2 separate regions of the Sus scrofa genome follow, and region 1 is linked to region 2. Evidence: chromatin contacts called from public HiChIP or PLAC-seq data. All regions are on one chromosome and are shown on one strand. Each heading gives the region's core, a stretch centred on a gene start, on an enhancer-like site or on the middle of the called end of the contact. The rest is flanking DNA. Distances are from core to core; before and after follow the strand shown. Region 1 overlaps EP300 (histone acetyltransferase p300). Region 2 has its middle 30 kb from the start of L3MBTL2.

Region 1 (4,400 bases), core at 944-3,443, 73 kb after region 2:
GGCCTGGGAACTTCTATATGCTGTGGGTTTGACTCAAAGAGTTCCCTGGGGACTCAGTGGGTTCAATACCTGGCTGGGAATTTTTTTTGCATGTTGCAGGTGAGGGGGAAAAAAAAAAGGCAGTAAAACTTACTCTACCTCCTTCATGGAGTTAAGAACCAATGAGATGGTCCTTAATTTTTTATTTTTTATTCTTTTTGCTTTTTAGGGCTGTACCCATGGCATATGGAGTTTCCCGGGCTAGGGGTCCAACTGGAGCTACAGCTGTCAGCCTACACCACAGCCACAGCAATAGCAAGGCCAGAACCAAGCCATGCCTGAGACCTACACCACAGCTCACGGCAATACCAGATCTCTAACACACTGAGCAAGGCCAGGGATCGAACCCACAACCTCATGTTTCAGATTCGTTTCTACTACACCACAACAGGAACGCCATTTCTTAATATTTTAAAAGATAGTTCTAAATCATATAAATGTGTGTGTCTATATATATATGTGTAAACTTATTAATCCTCTTTAAAAGTTACATTCCAGGTGGGACAGAGCAAAGGATCCTTCGGGATCTTCTAGTAGTGTTTACTTAGAAACACAGACAAAAAAAGCAGAACCATATTGGGTGCAAAGGAATTGGGAGAATGAAGATTCATTTTCCTCAGGCCTCTTAAAACACTGCCCCTCCCAAGGATGGCCCAAGTTTAGAAATTACCGATTCTCTCACTTTATAGATGCAGAAACTTGTGCATAACTGGGTTCCCTAAGATCGTACTACTGCCTATTGAATACAGACTGTTAAGTTTCCTAAATCCCAGGTGAATGTTCTATGTAAGCAATAAGCAAAGAGCTTCATTTTTAGCAGTTGTTTTAATTATTGAAATTATGAGAACTAAACCTTTCTACATACTTTTAAACTGAGAAAACAATTTTTTTTTTTTTTTTTTTTGGTCTTTTTAGCTATTTCTTGGGCTGCTCCCGCGGCATATGGAGGCTCCCAGGCTAGGGGTCGAATAGGAGCTGCAGCCATCAGCCTACGCCAGAGCCACAGCAACACGGGATCTGAGCCGCATCTGCAACCTACACCACAGCTCACGGCAACGCCGGATCCTTAACCCACTGAGCAAGGCCAGGGACCGAACCCGCAACCTCATGGTTCCTAGTCGGATTCGTTAACCACTGAGCCTCAACAGGAACTCCCTGAGAAAACAATTTTTAAACAAAATTTAAACATTTCCAGATTAAGAAAAATTACTCAAATTGTAAATAGTCAATTCTATACTAGTAAAGAGTACTAAAGCTCAAAATACGTGGATTTTATTTTAACCATCAAATTTCCAATGATGGAGTTCCTGTTACGGCTCAGCGGTAACAAACCCGCACGAGGGTGCAGTCTGATCATGGCCCCACTCAGTGGGTTAGGAATCCAGCAATGCCCCAAGCTGTGGTGTAGGTCGCAGACGAGGTTCAGAACCCAAGTTGCTGTGGCTGTGGCACAGGTTGGCAGCTCCAGCTCCAATTCAACCCCCTAGCCTGGGAACTTTGATAAGCTGCCATGTACAGCTCTTAAAAAAAAAAAAAAAAAAAAAAAAAAAAAAATCCCATCAGGTCCTTCTGCAAGGGACTTTTTAGAAATAACCTGGCTGCAAACTCATGAGCAGAATATTGGAAAAAGGCTACCAAAAATAAGAACTTATACCTTTAACCAGTTTGTCATCAATACCAAATAAAACTCAATGGTCTGGAGTCCCTGGCATGGCTCAGTGGTAACAAACCCAACTAGTGTCCAAGAAGATGTGGGTTTGATCCCTGGCCTCGCTCAGTCGGTTAAAGATCTGGTGTTGCCATGAGCTGTGGTGTAGATCGCAGACATAGCTCGAATCCCACGTTGCTGTGGCTGTGGTGTGGGCTGGCAGCTGCAGCTCCTGATTCAACTCCTAGACTGGGAACCTCCATATGCAGCGGGTGCAGCCCTAAAAAGCAAAAACAAAACCAAAACAAAATAAAAAAACCCCACTGATGGGCTAAAACTAGTGGAAAAGCAGTATGTATGAAGATGCAAGGGAAAAGTAATTGGAAATTTAAATGTCATAATTTATTAGAGTAGGTTTTTGTTTTTTTGGCCACACCCATGGCATACAGAAGTTTCTGGGTCAGGGATGATTCCTCCGAGCTACAACTGCAACTTTTACCACAGCTGTGGCAAGTCTGTACCCTTAATCCACAGCACCTCAGTGGGGACTCCTGACAGCGGGTTTTAGTACTGACCAGCTTCAATCGATGCCTAAGATCCTCAGGCTCTTCCTTTTCCTTCAATGAAAGGGAAAAAATTAAAGTTGAAATAAATCATCTCGGGCTTGCTCTTCATAGAGAATTCAGATCAGTGAATAAAATTTATATGGTCAACAAATATAAGAGGCAACCTAGAGGGTTCTATGACATACTAGCTTGGGATTTTTACTATAGAGAGAAAACTGATCTACTGAAGAATACTAAGCAGAAACTTATATAAACAAATCTGCATTTATTAGAGCCCACTGAGGCAAATAAGATGAAGAATCAATTGGACAGACAAGTCTAGAATCAGGGAGAGTGGTAAGGAGGCTGCCGCTAAAGAGCCAGAGGCACCAGAGAGGCCAATCAAAAGATCTGACTATATGTAGGGGATTAGGAAGAGAAAGAGAAGAATGACGCCTAAATTTCAGGCTTGCATAACCTAAGAGTATAGTTATCCAGATGGGCAATCAGCAGAACACCTGGCAACATGAGAGAGAAATGAGGAGCTTAAGTCGCCATTGGACATTAAGGGGACAACCAGACATGCCAGTATTTAAGGGACAATGATCTTAACCAGCAAAGAATGCTAAAACTCAACACTGCCCAGCACATCCACCAAGAATACTGTCCTGGAACACCAGGTTCCAAGAAAGAAAGGTCAGTGGGGTTCCATGCTCTAGAGAGAATTCAATGAATACAGATAATAGACGGTATTTAGTAATCTAGGTAGTTCAGCCAAGTTGTAAAAAGCAAAGCTAGACTACAGTGGATTGAGAAGTAGGGGGTAAGAAAGTAAATGACAGCAAGTACTTTTTCTAGATATTAAGGTGAGATCTTACATATCTAATTTGCTGCTAAACCCCACCCTTTCTTTGATTAGAAATTTACATATCTGAAATTTACCCCATTATCTTTAAATTACCCAATGACAAATACTGCAGTACAGTTACCACAAACAGCTTTCAATGAATGAACTCACACTAACTTCAGAAAGACATTTCCAGTGTACTTTCTAAAATATCAACCAATCAACATCATCAACAGACTACTTTTACCAGTTTACTGACAAGTTTCCAGATGCTCAAATGCAAAATGACTGAGCAAAATGTTTCTTCATCTGAGTGTATATTCGATCCAAAGACACAAAATGTGACTGACAGGGCAGATTTAAATCTGATTTGAAAAGTTTAGCATAATACACTTACCCAATAGACCATGTTTTAGAAATGCGACAATCTAAGCAAAAACAAATTTGGCTTAAACATGGGAAACTAGTGTTGAGTCAAAACATCCTTTCATTATTATTACATACTGATTCTGTAGGTCCCCCTTGATGTGTTCTACATTGCTGTGGTCCTTACAACAGATTCAGACATATAACCTCTTGTAAAATATTCTGCTCACTTAGGTTTCCAAAAATCAAAAGATAAATTCCATGATACGTGAGAAATTAGACACCTTTTTTTTTTTTTTTTGGTCTTTTTGCCATTTCTTGGGCCGCTCCGGCGGCATATGGAGGTTCCCAGGCTAGGGGTCTAATCGGAGCTGTAACTGCCAGCCTACGCCAGAGCCACAGCAACGTGGGATCCGAGCCATGTCTGCGACCTATACCACAGCTCTTGCCAACACCGGATCCTTAACCCACTGAGCAAGGCCAGGGATTGAACCCGCAACCTCATGGTTCCTAGTCGGATTCATTAACCACTGAGCCACAGTGGGAACTCCGAGAAATTAGACAAATATTTCCCACAAGAAACACATAAATGAAGTATAACCTTCAAATGAGGATTACTGGAGTTCCCAGCTGTTGCTCAGCAGTAATGAACCCAACTAGTATCTCTGAGGACACGGGTTTGATCCCTGCATCAGTCAGTGGGTTAAGGATCTGGTCATGCCATGAGCCACGGTATAGGCTGCAGAAGTGGCTCAGATCCTGAGCTGCTACAGCATAGGCCAGCACTACAGCTCTGATTCCACCCCTAGCCAGGGAACTTCCAAATGCAACAAGTGCGGCCCTTAAAAAAAAAAAAAAAAAAAAAAAAAAAAAGGCAAAATTAGGATTATTAACAATATAATCCCAAACACTGCATTGTCTCTGAGATTTTTTTTTGGAGTTCCTGCTGTGGTGC
Region 2 (4,629 bases), core at 71-2,570:
AGGGTCTAACTGGAGCTGTAGCTGCTGGCCTACACCAGAGCCACAGCAATGCGGGATCCAAGCCGCATCCTCGACCTGCACCACAGCTCATGGCAATGCTGGATCCTTGGTCCACTGAGCAAGGCCAGGAATTGAACCTGCAACCTCATGGTTCCTAGTTGGATTCGTTAACCACTGTGCCATGCCGGGAACTCCCCTGGTACAAATTTTAAAATAAACATACGACATGGCATTTGCCCTCCTGCTGATAGGATGTCATTATAGATGCTCTGGTGACATCCTCTAATGGGGCTGTTGCCTCTGTGTTCATCTTGCACATGGCTTTGACTCCAGCCCCCTTCCTCAGTTCCATTTGCATTGTGTCCTTGTCCCATCCATTCTGATTTCTCTGCCCTGTGTGTGTCCACCAGCCTGGGAATGGTGTGTAAGCCCCAGTTCAGGTTCACTTTGCATTAAAATGGCTTTGGCAAGGGAGTTCCCACTATAGTTCAGCAGTAACGAACCCAAGTAGTATCCATGAGGATGTGGCTTGGATCTGGCGTTGCTGTGGCTCTGGTGCAGGCCGATGGCTGCAGCTCCGATTCAGCTACTAGCCTGGGAACCTCCATGTGCCGCAGGTGCAGCCCTAAAACCGAAAACGGAAAAAACACGGCTTTGGCTTTGACATCCTCACAGTGCGCTTAGCTCGCTCGCTCTCTCCACCCCCTGCTCAGCCCCTCTTTCTGGTGCTTGGACTTCTTTCCCTCCTCTCGGCAGGGCATCCCCGGAGCATGGTTCCTTCCTGTCCCTTCCACAGTGTTCTTATCCCTTGCGAACTGCTATACTGGACTCCAAAGATAGCTAAGCTGTAATTTGTAAGCAGGTGCATTGTGGGCACAGCCTTCTGTCCTGCCCCACGTGCTGCGCCCTCCGCTTCTGCTCCCGCCGCGGGACACGTCTGTACCAAGTCAGGCTGTTCTTCCCGCTGCCTGAACTCTGTTCTAGTTCCTGTTCCTCTTCTCCCTCGTGGTCTTCCCTCTTCATTCCGCGTCTCTTGGAGCAGAGCGAATTCACACTCCTGACCTGAGTTTTCCCCAAAGGGAACTCTAGTGGATCTGTGTATTCATTTGCTAACTTTGCCCACAGAGACACAGATCAAAACATTATCCACGCTCAATCCAGGCAATGTGTGTGTCTTAGAGTCCCTTGTCACATGCGTTATGCAGTCTGGGCGTCTGCCAAACTGTCGATGCCAGTGGAGCCAGGCCCTGCCCAGCGAGGACCCTCCCGAGGCAGCTGGACACGCCCACCAGCTACCACCAGCTCCGCGGCTTCCAACAGCCCTGCTGTCCTGGACCTCGCGCCAAAGGAGAAGCCAGCGGGCCTCTTATTAGACACTGTGTCCTCTACTCTGAGAGGTAAGCGGCCTGCTCCAGATGAGGGCACTGTGGCACAGATGGATTTGTGTAATTCTTTTATGGAACTCTCTTTTTGTCTTTTTATCGTTTTGGGGCCACTCCCGCGGCATAGGAGGTTCCCAGGCTAGGGGTCGAATTGGAGCTCCAGCTGCCGGCCTCCGCCACAGCTCATGGCAACACTGGATCCTTAACCCACTGAGCGAGGCTGGGGAGTGAACCCGGAAGCTCAGTGTTCCTAGTCAGATTCGTTTCCACTGTGCCATGACGGGAACTCCTGGGCACCTTCTTGAATCTTCTTGCATCTCAGTTTTCTCATGTGTGAAACTGAATTCACCGTAGCACGCACTTTGCTGGGGTTTTGTGAGCATTAGACGAGGTGCTGACATTTAGAGCTCAGCCGTGCCTGGCCAGTAGCAAGTTCTCAAGAACTTTTGGCTTTAATTGTCACTGACCAAAATCACACAGCCAGTGGGCAGTGGAACCAGGACTTAAACCAGGGAGGAAGTTCCCTTGTGGTGCAGTGGGTTAAGGATCCACCATTGCTGCAACTGAGGTGCAGGTTTAATCTCTGGCCCACATGCTGTGGGTACAGCCAAAAAACCAAACAAAAACAAAAACCCAAAACCTAAACACCAGTCCACAGGGTTGAAACAATAAACAGGAAAATCGGAGTTCCCATCGTGGCTCAGTGCGGTTAATGAAGCCAACTAGGAACCATGAGGTTGCGGGTTCGATCCCTGGCCTTGCTCAGTGGGTTAAGGATCCGGCATTGCCGTGAGCTGTGGTGTAGGTTGCAGACGCGGCTCGGATCCTGAGTTGCTGTGGCTCTGGCGTAGGCTGGTGGCTACAGATCCGATTCGACCCCTAACCTGGCAACCTCCATATGCCGTGGGAGCGGCCCAAGAAATGGCAGAAAAACAAAACAAAACAAAACAAAACAAAACAAAACAAACCAGGAAAATCTATCAGAGTAAAGGGTTCTAGGAAGCATTAAATGGCAGCGTCTAGACGGCAGTGGTGTGGCTTCTTCAGCTAGAGGTGGAGGACTTCTTTGAGGAGGTGACACTGTGGCTGAGAGCTGCAGGATCAGAAGGAGCTCATCAGATTGGTTAGGGCCAGGGCAGGGCCAGCAGAGCACGTGGGCCTTGAGGTGAAATGAGTGCTGGGCTCGGGCCCAGGATGCAGGGGACCTGTGTGACCAGAGCCCAAGCATGGAGTGAGCTAAAAGATAATTGCCATAGTAACATCAAAGATCACAGGTCACGGAAGCAAATATAATGAGTTCCCTGGTGGCTCAGCTGGTTAGGGATCCAGCATTGTCATTGCTTTGGCTCTGGTTACTGTTGTGGTGTGGATTCGATCCCTGGCCTGGGAACTTCTGCCTGCCTACCATGTGTAGCCCAAAAATAATCACAACGAAAAACCTTGAAGTATTGGGAGAATGACCAAAATGTGACACACAGACATTAAGGGGCCAAAGGCTGTTGGATAAATGGTGCTAGTAGACTTGCTTGATGCAGGGCAGGGGTGCTGCCGACCTTCGGTTTGTAAAAAATGCAGTATCTGCAAAGTCATGAGAAGCGTGGGTGCTTTCTTCAGTGTTGGGTGCTCCCAGTCTTCTGATTCAGGAACAAGGATGTCTTTTTACTTATTTAGTTGTTTAATTTCTTTCAATGATGTCCTGTAGTTTTCAGTGTACAAGTCTTGCACGTTCATTAAATGTATTTCTCAACATTTTTTTTTTTTTTTGTCTTTTTTTGTTGTTGTTGTTGCTGTTGTTGCTATTTCTTGGGCCGCTCCTGCGGCATATGGAGGTTCCCAGGCTAGGGGTTGAATCGGAGCTGTAGCCACCGGCCTGCGCCAGAGCCACAGCAACGCGGGATCCGAGCCGCGTCTGCAACCTACACCACAGCTCACGGCAACTCCGGATCGTTAACCCACTGAGCAAGGGCAGGGACCGAACCCACAACCTCATGGTTCCTAGTTGGATTCGTTAACCACTGCGCCACGACGGGAACTCCCCTAGTCTGTATCTTGAGTTTGTTTGTGTCCTTAGCTATCGTGCCGCCATCGCAAGTGCTTCTCTACAGGGAGAGAAAGGGCGAGGGGAGGGCGGGCTTTGGAATCCGGCAGACCCTCCGCTTCCTCTGGCTGTGTGGCCTGGCGCACACATCTGAGCTGCAGTTTTGGGGGCTGTTTTTGAGGACTGAGTTAAGCGAAGTAATTAATGAGAAAGCACCTGGATGCTGCTCGCCTCTCTGGGGCTCATTTCCTAGACTGATGTCTTAGAAACAGCCCAGGTGGAGGTTTGTGGCTCCTTCTGGCTCTCCCCAACTTTTCATTGTGGCAATTTTCAAATACATACAAACCTTGAAATCACCTTCTTGTATTCCTGACTGTAGATTAACTCACCTCCCCTCCTCCCTAGCACTGCCTCTGGCCTGGGCAAGGACAGCTTTTTTTCCCCCTCCCCATTTAATTATTTCTTTTCTTTTCTTTCTTTCTTTTTTTTTTTTTTGCTTTTTAGGGCCTCGCTCATGGCATATGGAGGTCCCCAGGCTAGGGGTCGAATCGGAACTGTAGCCACCGGCCTACACACCACAGCCACAGCAATGCAGGATTCAAGCCTTGTCTGCGACCTACACCACACCTCACGGCAATGCCGGATCCCCAACCCACTGAGCAAGGCCAGGGATGGAACCCGCAACCTCATGGTTCCTAGTTGGACTGTTTCTGCTGCGCTATGACAGGAATTCCCCCATTTAATTATTTCTGCCCTCATTTTTCTCCTGGCAATATTGTAGTGAAAATACTAACACTATCTGATACTAACGCTATTAGCCAAAGAGGTTAGCGCTATGAAAGCCGGGAATTTACTGGAGATATATTAGCGTTCTGAATACTTCCCTTTAGGGGGCACAGGATTAATCCTAGGCCCCTGGTAGTGGGGGGGCACCCTGGAGGCTTTTCTGTAACAAGGACTCAGCATTCTCTCTCTGGTCTCAGGCGAGTGGCCCTGAAGCTGTTTTCCCAGTAGGATCTGATTCTTTACTCTTCTGGGCAGAGTCCCTCCTCACCCCTCTCCGCCTTTTCCTATCCATCTCCCCTCCAAGATCCAGTGGAAAAGCTATCTTTCCAGAAACTTTTCCCAACAGCCAGAAGCCTTCCCACCTGCTCCCTCTGTTCCCTGTGTGTACCCTGTAACACATCATTCTGTCTTCTCTTTCAGATC

What was found. HiChIP or PLAC-seq counts read pairs in DNA pulled down with a chosen protein or histone mark.
Region 1: a contact with region 2 is called in an H3K27ac HiChIP or PLAC-seq map of alveolar macrophages. The contact joins two enhancer-like sites. A contact is called at or near these places in 1 of 47 Hi-C or Micro-C datasets (liver) and 1 of 2 datasets of contacts at active chromatin or transcription factors (alveolar macrophages).

Annotation. Positions count from the first base shown.
Region 1 is chr5:7,377,443-7,381,842 of Sscrofa11.1, forward strand. The region is part of intron 1 of EP300 (histone acetyltransferase p300); the gene reads right to left. Among named protein-coding and RNA genes, the nearest start is that of EP300, 15 kb to the right of the region's middle. Within about 2 kb of position 2,194, at least 1 of the 83 cell types and tissues checked has an H3K27ac peak or open chromatin away from gene starts, as enhancers often do. A contact at or near this core is called in alveolar macrophages, where this site is marked.
Region 2 is chr5:7,305,416-7,310,044 of Sscrofa11.1, forward strand. No RefSeq gene overlaps it. Among named protein-coding and RNA genes, the nearest start is that of L3MBTL2, 30 kb to the left of the region's middle. Within about 2 kb of position 1,321, at least 8 of the 83 cell types and tissues checked have an H3K27ac peak or open chromatin away from gene starts, as enhancers often do. A contact at or near this core is called in alveolar macrophages, where this site is marked.